Regions from separate parts of the Triticum aestivum genome. Here region 1 is linked to region 2. A link is a contact called in public Hi-C data. All regions are on one chromosome and are shown on one strand. Each heading gives the region's core, a stretch centred on a gene start, on an enhancer-like site or on the middle of the called end of the contact. The rest is flanking DNA. Distances are from core to core; before and after follow the strand shown. Region 1 holds the start of LOC123052860 (CBL-interacting protein kinase 23). Region 2 has its middle 44 kb from the start of LOC123049251.

The links. Hi-C and Micro-C count contacts between places; a contact is called where the count stands out from the background.
Region 1: a Hi-C map of leaf shows a contact between it and region 2, with 4 times the contacts expected there. The contact joins the promoter of LOC123052860 here to the enhancer-like site in region 2. A contact is called at or near these places in 3 of 5 Hi-C or Micro-C datasets (all in leaf).

Annotation. Positions count from the first base shown.
Region 1 is chr2D:307,230,589-307,237,871 of IWGSC CS RefSeq v2.1, reverse strand. LOC123052860 (CBL-interacting protein kinase 23) reads right to left here and starts at 3,993. Exons shown (of 14, transcript XM_044476215.1): 1 at 3,502-3,993; 2 at 2,963-3,025; 3 at 2,671-2,742; 4 at 2,475-2,582; 5 at 2,293-2,373; 6 at 2,054-2,107; 7 at 1,830-1,955; 8 at 1,594-1,683; 9 at 1,381-1,500; 10 at 1,182-1,298; 11 at 980-1,096; 12 at 824-880; 13 at 615-689; 14 at 214-493. The coding sequence starts at 3,711. The coding sequence ends at 395.
Region 2 is chr2D:306,861,068-306,867,577 of IWGSC CS RefSeq v2.1, reverse strand. No RefSeq gene overlaps it. Among protein-coding and RNA genes, the nearest start is that of LOC123049251, 44 kb to the right of the region's middle. Within about 2 kb of position 5,182, at least 2 of the 8 cell types and tissues checked have an H3K27ac peak or open chromatin away from gene starts, as enhancers often do. A contact at or near this core is called in leaf, where this site is marked.

The DNA of each region.
Region 1 (7,283 bases), core at 2,744-5,243, 370 kb before region 2:
CCTGAGCAAATAATTTTGTGCCGCCAGCTCATAGTTCGCTTAGAGGGATGCGTGTGATCTGCTTTGAGGAGTTCGCTCGAAATATCTCCTCGGGCTGATGTCAAATTGTTAGCATTTAGGTATTTAGTTGGACCTCCTCTTACTAAGGAAGGGGGAGTGTTGTACCAATGCATGTTTTATAGAGCAGAACATGAATGTCGCCAACACAGATGATAATCCCAATTACTCCATATTTCCTACTAGGTTAAAACCAATGCAACTTTACACACCTTTTCATCCATAAACTCGGATCTTTGTTTACAACCACGGCTAGAACATGAGAAAACATCCACATGCCTTTCCTGAGATTCCTGACTAGTTTTATCTTCTACTATCTCCTAACATTTAGATATGATCACGGAGACCTCCGGTGCCGGGTCTCGTCGCCTTCGGCTATGCTACCCTCTGGCTTCCACATGACATCCTTCAGGCCATTCGAGATACTATGGTAAAACTGCACAGGACGTGAAATCATGCAACAGATTAGTCTAAAAACCAACAGCAAAATTCATCTTTTTTGAAACAGTATGAAGTTCCGAAGTAATTTCACTGCAATATCTCAGTTTGAACCTCACCTTGTGGAACTCGAGGGTATCGCCATTCGACTTGCGGAGCTCCACCATGTAGAGTGAGGGTGTCACTTCAAAAACCTGAGGTTATTACAGATGGAACCATGTCAGTCCATATACCATGCAAGAATAGTGCAAAGCAACATATAACAAGGCAAAGCGATTCTCTCAACAACAACAAAAAAAACAAGGCAAAGCGATACTATGAAATATACCTCTGTTGCAATTGCCAGCTGACCTTTCCTTCCAGGATTCTCTCCTTGCAACTTCAGCTGATTTGATTTAATTCCAGAAAATTGTCATCAGGATAATGTTCAGGTAAAATGGAAACATGCTGTAATTGTTTTTTTATCTGCTAATATAATAGGCACCTTGTAGTTGCGCTTCTGTACATTGAAGCCCATGGGTCCTGCTGCTGCTTCAATTTTCGACAATATTTCGTTTGCTGGAAGCCTCGACGCAAACCGTGTTTCACGTTTAACAGAATCCTATTTATAGCAAGATTTCAAATTAAAAGGAATCCCATGGTTATAAAAATCTTAATTCATGAACAATTTGAGATGTTGAGCATACCGTTTGCTTCTCAAATAGTGTGCCAAGATTGAGGCCCTGGGAGGTAGAGATCAACTCGAATGCATTCATCACTGCCGGCCTTTCTTCACGTCTCTCGACAACAAGTTGTGCTGGGTCCTGGATCATTACAAAAAATGTTACCAAGTCCATCCACCGCATTAGAACACATGTTGATATAACATGGTGAGGAAATACTTACCCCAGATTCATTGAAAATAGAGTTAATGTCATCCAGATTAACTTCTGCTGTCTCAAACCTAGGAGGCTGATATCCTTTCTTGAACCACTCATTGTTAATAACCTCAGCAATAGTTATTCTCTGCACAGGGCAATAACAATGACATGAGCTATCTCTCAAATATAAGCTTCGATGAAACAAAGTGACATGATACCAATGAACAGACGAACATACACTGTTAGGATTAGGATCTAGTATCTTCTTGATGAGCTTCTTTGCGCTCGTCGAGAACCAAGATGGGCAACTGAAGTCTGCTTTGTATATCTGCATGAACAAGCAGGTTATCTTTCAGGCACTTGATTATTCTGGTAACATCGAACAAGCACTTGGATCGTATTAGTAAAAGCATTTTTTCCTCACAAAAAGAGGAACTTCCTTTTGACAACAGAAAAGCAGTAAAAGTAATTCACCTTCTTGTAAAGCGCCATGAGATTTGAATCTTCGAACGGAAGGTAGCCTGCCATGAGGACAAAGAGAATCACCCCACATGACCACAGATCAGCCTTGGCTCCATCATAACCTTTGTTGTTTATAACCTGTACGCCCAAGAGAGTATTGAAAAATGAGAACAAAATATTGACTTGAATGGAGAGAATTAGACAATTAATTTAGGGTGTGGATGCAAATGAAGAACCTCGGGAGCAACATAATTGGGAGTTCCACAAGTCGTATGCAGCAGCCCATCCTCCTGCAAGATAGCAGAAAGATATGCAAAAATAATCGTCAGATTCTATCGGCTGATTCGCAAACACACTGTCAGATAAATAGCAAAACATAAAAGAAGCCAGGCCCCGCTGGAAGGAACACTGAATTTTCCATCACAGTGTTTTCTTTTATCAAGGTGGAAAATGAGAAAGCAGTCAATTTGCTTACTCTGACTTGCTGCGATAGGGCGCTGAGTCCAAAATCGGACACCTTGAGAGTACCGTTAGCATCAAGCAGAAGATTTTCAGGCTGAAACGTGGAAGAAGAAAATGGTATCAGACCACTTTTTGTTTCTTCCCATAGGACAGATGAGTAACCACCACGGCACCGGCACCGGCACGCGACGGTACCTTGAGATCACGGTGATAGACGCCTCTGCTATGGCAGTAGTCGACAGCGTTGATGAGCTGCTGGAAATATTTCCTGGCATCGTCCTCTTTGAGCCTCCCACGTGAAGCCTAGACGCACGGATCACCGCAAAATAAGCATATAGGCAGAGTGGGAAGCAAAGCATAACCCAAAATGTTGAGCAAGGTATATACTCACGATTTTGTCGAAAAGTTCGCCACCTGTGACAAGCTCCATGACTATGTATATCTTTGTCCTGCTGGCCATCACCTTTAAAAGACACGCCAATTAGAAGTGGGCATGGTCATTTACATACATAGTCAAAAGGCAAAAGATACCTAGTTTTTAACGAGAAATGAAAAGATAACCAAATATATATACATAATTTCCTCATGCGAGGAATATGAGCAAATAATTACTCCACTGTATTTTGCTTAAATGATGTTGATGATGATGATGATTTCAGGTTGCACTAGTAACTAGTCTATACCTCGTACATGCGGATGACGTTGGGGTGCCTGATGAGCTTCATGGTGGAGATCTCGCGCTTTATCTGCAGAGAAAAAGAGATGTATCAAAGGCGTGAAGAGCCAAATTTGATCACGGCCGCCAACTAAACTCTGCGCTTTCCAACGAACGCGCACGAGACGCCCGCCAAGCCTTGGTCTTGGCCTCGGCCTCGGCGGGCGCATTGAATTGAATTGGCGGTAGAACGCTATTCTGGAACGCCGTTGCTGCTGCCGGTTTCACGGACTCTCACGTCTCGGTGTTCCACCAAGTCGAACTAGCAGTACTCTTTCGTTCAATAGTTTTCACCCAAAAAAATTAGAAAAAAAAACAGCCCTATAAACCCCCCCTTTTTTAAACAATGCTTAATGATCGAGAAAGATGATCAAGGCGTCCCTTTTAGTACAACATAAATAATCTGAGCAGGCCATGGATTTGGATTGGGAAGAAAATAATAGTTTTTCTTTTTCTTTTTGGCGTTGGGTCCGAAGAAGAGGAAGAAGAAAGACAAGATGGAAGTACCTGCGCGATCATCTTGTGCTTGAGGACCTTGTCCTTGTCGAGGATCTTGATGGCGACATTCTCGCCGGTCTCGACGTTCCTGGCGAACTTGACCTTGGCGAACGTCCCTTCCCCGAGCGTCCTCCCCAGCTCGTACCTCCCCACCCGCGTCCTCCCGCCGCCACCGCCGCCGTGCGCGCTCATCTTCCCTCCCGCGCTCGAATCAACCATTCAGCCCAACACCCACCGATTAAAAGAATTACCCGATAAACAGATCTGTTCCTGCGGCTGCGGGTCGCCGGCGACTAGGACCTCTTCTTGTCGCAGGGCCTCCACTGCACGAAGAGCTCCTTGTTGTCCTCCCCTTGCTGCCGATGCCGCATGGAGTCTGGTGGTAGTTAGTTCTCAGCGAACTCGTAGAGTCGCAGGCATGGGAGTGGGATCAAGATTCAGGAAGAGAGGCAGCAGTAGTGGCGGTTAATGGCGGAACGGTAGGGGAGAGAGGAGAGGAGGGGGGATGGTGGTATGTATAGGCGGGCGGAGGCGGAGGCGGAGAAGAACGAGGGGGTGCGAGCGCGGTCCCGCCGCGTGCGTGAGTGCGTGCGTCGTGACGTCTCACGAAGGTGCGGTGCGGTGCGCCGAGCGTCGCGCGTGCGGGCGACCGGGCGAGCTTTCCTACAGCCCGCCTCTCTCTACTGTTCACTGCCGCAACTAGAGTTTGCTGCTCTGTCCGTTCAACGACTTTGCCACCATCTTCAAATACTGTCTCTATATCCTTCGGTAGTTCAATCGTAGTATTTATTTTTTCCAATGTATGTTGATGCTAGTAGGCATATTCTACAATTAATTAATGCTGCTATTTTTATATTTGTTTGACCACCCCAAATAATTTCAGTAGCAATACATTGACCCTGTTTGGATCCATAGATTAGAGTTAGTTTGGGTTAGTTTGGACTCAACTAACCCAAAAATAACTAAACAGGAGGGTTAGTTTGGGTTAGATGAATCTAACCCATCCAAAAAATCTAACCCACCCAAAAGGTGCTTATTTGGGTTAGTTCTTCACGGGACCATAAAAAACACTTTTTTCTCTCGCTCCCCCCGCAGCAGATCCCTCCCCACTTTCTCGAAGCTTCTCGTCCTCTCCCTCCCTCCCTCTTGCATCATTCGTGAAGGCGCCTCGCCGTATCCGCGCTTTATCTAACCCTGCCATCCAAACACCTATTTAGCTAGAGTTAGTTCAGGGCTAGATCAGGGTTAGAATCTAACTCTAACCTCTAACTGAGTTAGAGTATCCAAACAGGGCCATTATTACTCACCGAGTACTGGTATTTTAGAACGAATGGCCATGTATTTTACTAGTCGCAAATTATTCTCTTTCTCATGTTCGGGGTGGGCCCAGGTGAAACGAATTGCTGGGACCACATACAGAAATGACATTTTTCCTTTTGTGTGTTTTTCTTTAACTTGGGAGAGATTCCACTTGTCATTTGAAGTGTACACATGGTAAGAGCTTTGATTTACTTATTTGTCACACTCGACTTAAGGTTGGTGGCGTACTATGATGCACACTTAGTTTTATGCCTCCGTATTGTTTTCGACGTGGTGGATGATGCCATCATTTTTTTCCCCACGAGCTTGTTTGTACGCTCGATGATATCATAGAAAAGCACATAAAACAAATATATGACACATGGGTGGCTCGGCAGTGCACCATCTGTATTCCACCACTATAAATTAGCGTTGTTCCTATCCTTTGAAAATCTTGCAATATTTATGCTCTATTTTTTACTCCTCGAGGAAGTGGCCTGAGGTACACGTGTATTCAATTTTGGCTATTTCTCCATATACCTTGAGGTTTCCTTTTGGCACAACACGCTGACGCCTTTTTGTTTTGGTTTGTGTTGGTTTATAGTCGACTCCAAAATACTAGTGACTGCAACAAAGAGAAATACGACGAGCGCAACCGTGGATGGCTTGTTAGTATTGCATTTGTATTTTGTTGCTACCAATCTTCATAATGGTGATCTTGATATACTATCCAATGTTTTGTTAGAGTCACTCTCTAGAACTCATGCACCCATTGTTACAAAAGGATTGTCTTTGAGCTAGTTTAGCACGTGGTTTCCTATGATCAAACTGTTTGACTTAAAACAACGGTTAGCAGGTTGCTACTTTTGTAGTCTTTGTTGCTACGTTTCAGTGTCTTGATTTGTAAATGCGTCTGTTGATGCATACATTGTTAGCTTGCTAGGGTACATCCATGCAGGTATGCATCGTGATCTGCAACAAGTCCAGAAATATCTAGATTGGCATAGTCTTGGCGCACGTCCATATGATGCTTCATAACGGTGATCTTGATATGCTATCCAATGTTTTGTTGGAGTCACTCTCTAAAACTCAAGCACACATTGCTACAAAAGGACGCCGACGGCAGCGGCGGATGGGAAAGCAGCAGCGTGAGGGTATCTGGCGGCGCGAGCGTTCGCCTCTGGGGAGACGACGCAAGGGTCGAGTGGCTATAATGGGAACTGGCCTGAAAAATGGGAGAGATTTTCACTTTTCGACCTATGCACCAACTAGGGATGCATAAAAACATTTTAGCATCAGTATCAAGATAAACATGGTCATCAGAATTTTCCAAATGAGTATTAAGATGCTTCTTGATAAAAGTGGTTTCACCATACACCAAGCTTCATCATCAATAAATGGGAGAAAACCTCTGTGCATCACTTGCCAATTCTAAGAATTGAACTCGTCGTTAGGCTGCACAACCGCATACCCAACCACTAAGCCAAGACTCTTTTTACAAAAAAAAAAGAATACGAAATAATAGTGAGAGGAAATAGAATTTTTCCTCATGGGATGTTGAAGCATTTGTTCTCAAAGAAATGACAAGATATACGAAAATGTTGCACCCTATGTTAGTGGTTGGTGCGACTATCCCAAGGAAGGCCTAAATATTTCTCCTATTAGAGCAAAGCAATCAAGGCCGAACAGATGATGAAGGAAATATGCCCTAGAGGCAATAATAAAGTTGTTATTTTATATTTTCTTATTCATGATAAATGTTTATTATTCATGCTAGAATTGTATTGATCGTGTCAAGGACTTAACACGACAGATGCCCTAGCAAAAGGACTTAGGTGTGGAGCCATCGCAATTAGGTTAACTTGAAGGGGTTGAACGGGACAAAGGACACAGAGAGTTTACCCAGGTTCGGCCCCTCTCAATGAGGTAAAAGCCTACTCCTGCTTTAGGTTGTATTGCTTGGGTTTCGATTACTAGGGAGCGAATACACTTGGCCTAGTTCTCGATCGACTGTTTCTTGAGTTAACCCGCCGCCGGGTCACCCCTTTATATACAGGTTGATGCCCGACGGCTTACGGAGTCTCGGCCGGCTCACACAAACATGACCGACTCGGTTTCTAACTAAGCTTGCCTTAAAAACAAGTTTAACATATGGCGGCTCATCCATTTGGGCCTCAAGTCGCTTCCGGGTCTTGGGCCTTCAATAGGCTTGCTCCATGAACCGCCATCTTCATGTCTTCTTGGACCTCATCGGGCATCTTCATCTTTAAGCCGCCAATGGCATGACCCGGCCCCTCCTGGGAGGGTCATACCTAGCAGTTATATCCCCAAATTAGGCCCCAGGTTGATTTGAACTTGTTCACATCAATCTTCACCACTTTACTTAGCAGAATCTTCCATCATCAATTCCTCATCAACTCGCTGTAACCCGCCATGACCTCACATCACAGAATCGTGGTAACCCGCCATGACATCATGTGCATTAACTTCGC
Region 2 (6,510 bases), core at 3,933-6,432:
ACAGCAAGCTCTGCTTACAAAATGCATTTCCAGGGCCGGCACCTATCGGAGTTTGATAGCATCATATGGAGAACTTGGGCTCCAGGGAAGATCAAGATGTTCGTATGGTTGCTACTGCAGAACCGAGTTTGGTCCAACGACAAACTCCAACGCCGGGGCTGGCCGAACGGATACTTCTGCCAACTCTGCCACAGAAATCTTGAAACGCGCAAGCACATCTTCTGGGAATGCCCCACGACATGGAGCGTGTGGCAATAGGTGGCATCATGGCGCGGCTGCTCCGCCTTCGCGCCGAAAGACGAGTGGCGCCAGAAACGGCCGCTGTTGATCATCAGAGAAATCATCAACGAGGCAACACCAAGGGAGAGAAAAGGAGCAAAAACTATACTGCTGGCAGCATGCTGGGAGATTTGGTGCGAACGGAATGGAAGCACTTTCCAAAACAAGACCGCCTCAACCTCTGACATTGTGAGGAAAATCAGAAACTCAATGGAGCTATGAAGACTCGCCGGAGCGAAATGTATTGAGAGCCCCTTCGGGAAACCACCGTGAGAATATCGGCCTTTAGGTGCTCTTTTATGTTCTTTTTCTTTTTCATCTTTGGTCTCTGACCACCCGACAATCCTTTTGTTACCACCATGTCTATGAATCAATGAAATAGCCAGCAATTGCTGGACATTTCCAAAAAATAATAATTTATTCAGTGGTATATATATCACTCTCCATATAGTATATCTTGTGATTGATGTCGCGTCAGTTTTCTTTGTTTCCCTTAATTATTCATCTCTATGCTATCAGATTGGCCTTTTAATGTGCAAATACTTATAAACAAATGGGTGGTTGGGAAGTGAACAGCGTACTATCTTGTTAGTACTATATGTCACCGCCTTGTCCGTACAACCAAGGGACACAAGGATGCTAGTCTAGTGACCCAGGATGATTAGCTATCCGTTGTTATGCAAGAGCATACAGCTAACCTACAACGACACAGTACTAGTTTCAAATTAAAGACCGGGCAGATAATGGGATTAGACAACCACATCATCATTAATTAAAACTGGTAAGTAGGAGCATGTACAATCTCAGGCTTGTATTTCCATTTAAAGAGTACGTCATGCTATCATACAACATGCTAAACGCCATAAGTGGTGATTTCATATAGATTTCCCAGGAGTTGAAAATATTTGAGGCGAAATTTCATATTTCAGCGTTTCTGACCACGTCATTAATTCAATTATTGAGACAAAGTTAGTGGTTGGAACTTGCAATCTCTAGCACTGTAGAGGTACATGACTTCCCGTTGGTTACTTGTCGTACGTGCAACAGTACAAGGGATATTCGCTTGCATCTCCTCTGAATCTAGACTTTGCTGCTGCAAATTTCAGCATCTAAACTTGGATATGAAAGAGAAAGAACGAAAACAAGTCAAGAATTGCAACCGCAACGTCGAACCAATCCTCCACCATGATATCCTGCTCCATGGTTGACTTGACCAAGTAGTTATTGTTATTTTTGCCAATTATTGCTGATTTTCGGTGAATATATAATGCTTGTATGTCTATGACACTATTTTTTTCAAAAAGAGGGAAAGATCCCTCAGACTCTGCATCAAGGAATACATTGCTTATTCGAGCACAAGTCAGGCCCAAGTGAAATGAGGTTCACAAAAATAAATTACACGCGGCCGCCTTCATAGACAAAAGATGAATAAAATGAAAAAATATTACCCCCTCCGATCCATATTGATTGTCGCTGATTTAGTAAAATTTTGACAAAAATATTAACTAATTTTGCACACATTCTCCATGTTCAATAATGTATTATATTTAGATTTTTATTATGGTAAGGATATAGGGTAGCTAGTTTTTATACGCATGTGGCGTCGAGTACTATCAGCATGTCAAATGAGAACTCGCTTGGAAGACTAAACCCAAGAACTACCAATAATCTAGTGGTTAGATTGGATGTAGATGACTTATTATGTCAACCATCAAAGGCCACTAGCACTCACCTAAATGACAATTATTTCGTTTTTATATGCCGGCCAACTTTGCAAAGTGTATTACTTGAATTATGTTATAGTTGTAATCAAAGCAACGTGCCTTAGGGGCTATTCTTTTTGTGGCCTTTTCGGGCTTGTAAAATAAGCTACCCCTACCCAGTTTATTCTAGGAACCTAACCAAAAATAAATTTTAAAATCCTACTAGTTAAGTCTTTAATTAGTAGGCTTCTAAAAAGATAAATTTGGTTGGATTTTTAGAATAAGTTGGGTAAGGGACAACTTGTTTCAGTTTATTCTAGGAGCTAGCAAAAGAACTGACTCTTATTCTTGCGTTACAGCGATAACATTGAAAAACCTCTTACTTCTTTTTTGCGAGAAAACTTCATATCTATTCATCTGCAATCATGGCAGTACAACGAACACCAGAAATAATGAAAACATGCATCCAGATTCATAGACCACCTAGCGACGTCTACAAGAACTGGAGCGAGCCGAAGGTGCGCCGCCATCATCGCCCCTCCCTCGTCGGAGCCGGGCAAAACTTGTTGTAGTAGACAATCGGGAAGTCGTCATGCTAAGGCCACATAACACCAGCGCACCAGAATAGCAACTGTTGTCGATGAAGAGTAGCTTAAATCGAAAGGATTCAACCTGAAGACACACAAACGTAGACGAGCGAAGAACAAATCCGAGCAGATCCACGACAGATAGATCCGCCGGAGGCACATCTCCACACGCCCGCCGATGGTGGTAGATGCACCATCGAAACATGGGCTAGGTGGGGAAAACCTTATCCATCTCCAGGGAGCCTCCGTCGTCTCGCCTTCCTTAACAGGACACAAACCCTAACAAAACTCAAAGTAACATCTAAAATGGAACCTTCCACCGGCAAGAGCCGGGATCCACCGCGTCTCCAAGGCTCGGAGGCCACCGGTGATGAGGTGGAAAAACCTCTGACTTGGTTGCATAAACTACTACTAGTTGTTAGTTGGTTTACCCAATAATTCATGCATGGTATCTATGAGTCGCCCCCTTCATATAAAATTGATCTCTGATTTTCAAAAAACACTCAATGTATAATATAATTAGAAAAGTTCATCCTTACACTGTGTACAACTTATTAGCACCTACTCGTACACGCGAATTCACCTTCAAGGGGAACATTGCGGTGTTTCGACTTATTTTTTTCTCCTTCCTTTTTGAAGTAGTGTACTTCTTGTGTTTTCCGAATCTTTTTGAAGTCCGCATGTCGTTGCACGGGTCGAACTTAGGGGAGATTGGATAGGTCATCGGGCATCTGAGACGACACTTTTCTCCACGCAGCCCGGTTCTTCTCGTCATCCCATTAGTTGTCTACTGGTTGTGGTTGCACCACTGTTCTAGTTTGCGGCGAGCTCTCCGGCATCTTGATCCTGGTTTCGCTGTGGTGGTGCCCTGCTCGCTATTGCTATGCTCTGTAGTTCTTGAACGTGAGCGAGCTCCGCACGTTATCTTTTGGTTTTTTCTTCAAGCTTCTACCTTTGTAGTCAGCACCATTGTATCCTAGTCGATTGATGGTTTCATTAATTTGAAGTTGGGCTTTCTGCCTTTTCTCTAAAAAAAATTCACTTAGTTATTAGTCTCTATTGATATATCAATTCAAGAAGTTGTTGGGTAGTTCTCCTTCTCCAATGGGACTGATCAACTTAAACACACATTTCACTAGTAGTATCAATAGTTGGGCACCATCATGAAGAGGTGTAAGAGCATCTACAGCCGAGCGCCCCAAACGCCCGGGCGGGCCGCCCGGTTACTGACCCGTCACAAAATTTCGACTCAGACGGGAACCTCAAACGCCCGGGCTGACCGACATCCCTCATATCCAGCTCAAATATGGGGCGGATATGGAGGGCGCGTCCGCCACGTCGGACCCAGCCCACGCTGGCCCACCCGACCCCACATATATTCCTCCCCATCCGCTCGCCGGACCAAAGTCTAGCCACTTCACTCTACTCCCCTCCGCCACTCAAGCTCACCTCCGGTGGTCTTCGGCCGTCTCCGGCACGGCGGACAGCGGATTCGAGTCCTCCACCTCCAGATCCGTCGACCCCGAGCTCATCTCACGCAGCCCTGAGGAGGAGATGGTCGTCCGGATTGCGCTCTGCCGCTCCCGGGAGGAGGTCCGTGCACGAAGCGCTTGGACTCCTTCCATTGGGAATCCATTGCGACCATCCAAATGGCGCATGGATCCGACGCTAGGTGTGCTGTCGCTACCTCACCGAAGGCGGTGCCGTTCGTCTGGCGTCTGGACGCACTGGCGAACGCGCAACCCCTCCTTTGGCGCGCCGAGTAGCGGGGCGCACCATGGGCGTCGTCTGACGAAAACATGGCATGACGTGCCCGCCGTGCGAGGCAACGGGCACGGGAGGCGGCGGCAGCCCTCGCGGCGGTGGACGTCGGCGAGGTGGAGTCGCACTCTCCGACGCCCCGTATGGTGCAACAGTCCGGGCGCCGCAACCGCGTCATGGTGGATGTCGCTGGCTCATCCCAGGACAAATCAATCACCGATCTGACATCCACCGGCACCCAACGGGTTTCGGGCTCCGACGAGGAAGAGTAGGGCATGGGAGACGGGGGCACCTTGAGTCCCGTGACCCAGCTCGTGTCTCATGCCCTACTCTACTTTGCCGGTGACCAAACAAACACTCTGGGGAGCACAGCCGGCCGCCAGACATGGGCACGGCGGAGCCGGACGAGCTTCGCTTAAAGATCGTTTTACGTTGCATGTAATAATATGGATTTGAGATTTCTAATCTGAGGTATCCGGATGCGGAATGCATTATTCTAAGCATAACCGGTCATTGTCCACGGACGCATTCACGGGCGTTTGAGGGGTCGGATTTGTAAGTCCGGTTGTGCTCTAAGTTGAACATATGCCGGAAGGCATCAACTGCGTACAAGTTTTAGAATACTACTCGTACTACTGATTAAGTCATTAAGATATGAATGAAACAAAAACCATGGCTTGGAAGTCAAAGTGGTCCCATGCATTGTTTCTAGAGAGGAAGAAACAGATGACAAGAAACAAAGGGCGACGTGCTCCTTGGTGTGCTTCGCCGTTGGCTCCCCTTAGATGGGGGCACGTGATCAACTCAAGAAGGAGAACAAGAACAAGAAGGACATGTCTTTGTCGGTCGATTGAATTAAGCATGTATATATGCATGCATGCATGAAGCCAAGAATGCACGTAGCCTTCACCCGTAGTATCTTCTTGTGTGATCGATGGGCATGGGCAACCGATCGATGCGACGAACCCAACTCAACCAAGCTAAGCCAGACTAGCTGGCACTAGTTGATTTTGCAGCAATAATTGTACTAAGAAATTATTAGCTACTAGGAGGATTCGTTGTAAGCAAAGGGGGCCTAGTGGGTGCAGCAGAGCATTCTACAGCCACAGATCATGCAGACAGGGTATGGAGGAGAGCAGGATCTCTGGTGCTCACATGCTGGGTTGTTCTAGATACAGAAAATAGCGCATTAGTCAGTACTCCCTCCGTAAAGAAAATATTGCTAAACCTTTCTTTTCTAAAGTTGTTTTCACAGCCTCATGGATCTGGACTCAAAGGAATGAAAAGATCTTCAGAAATAAAGCTCCTAGTTTTAGGTCCTGGAGGAGAAACTTTGTATATGATCTTTCTCTTTTAGTTCATAGGCTCAAGTGTAAATATAAAGATAGTCTCCGGACCTGGATAGCTTCCCTCCCTTAGGTAGGTCATGTAAGTAGTCTCCCTCTCTCTTTGTATATTTGTACTCCAGTTTTTGTTCTTTTCTTTATTAATAAAGAGTTGTGAGGCTGTTGCCTTGCAGTACATAGTCAATAAAAATATATAAGAGCGTTTGAATCACTAGTTATAAAGGGAGTAGTAGTATGAACCGGCGAAGATGAGAAGATTAACAATTGCTTACGACTATTTACTTGTACTAATAATATACTGCGTGTTCTTGTAAAAAAAATATGCTTGTTGAAAACATATATAAGATTTCCTGCAAAAAAAGACATATATAAGATGTATAATTAATGCTTGAATATGCACGAGTGTGTATCATCTATTAAAGAAGGAAATGGGAGAAGAGCCCCTCCGCTGTTTTACAAGGTATGACTACATGGGACTCACACCTCGCTCCACCCTCTAAGCTAGGAGACTACTCGCCCTGTGCCCACCCTACCGCCGCCACGAGGAGGCCGTCCAGATCGTCCTCGCCTCTCAGTAGCTCCGCTTGCTTCCATATTTCACATTCGCTGGCTATCTTGCGCAACACTCACGCAGGCATGGAGTTTTGCCGTCAAACACAATGCCATTGCGGTGCTTCCATAGTTCCTATATGGCCAGCAGGCAAACAGCGCGCACCATCCTTGCTCTTCTCCTCAGTAGGTGGTCGTGGCCGTGCCTTGCGCACCATTCCGGTAGTGATTCCCCATGCACGGTTCGGCGTGTCCCATGCCCAACGCGGGCATCGTGTCCCATTA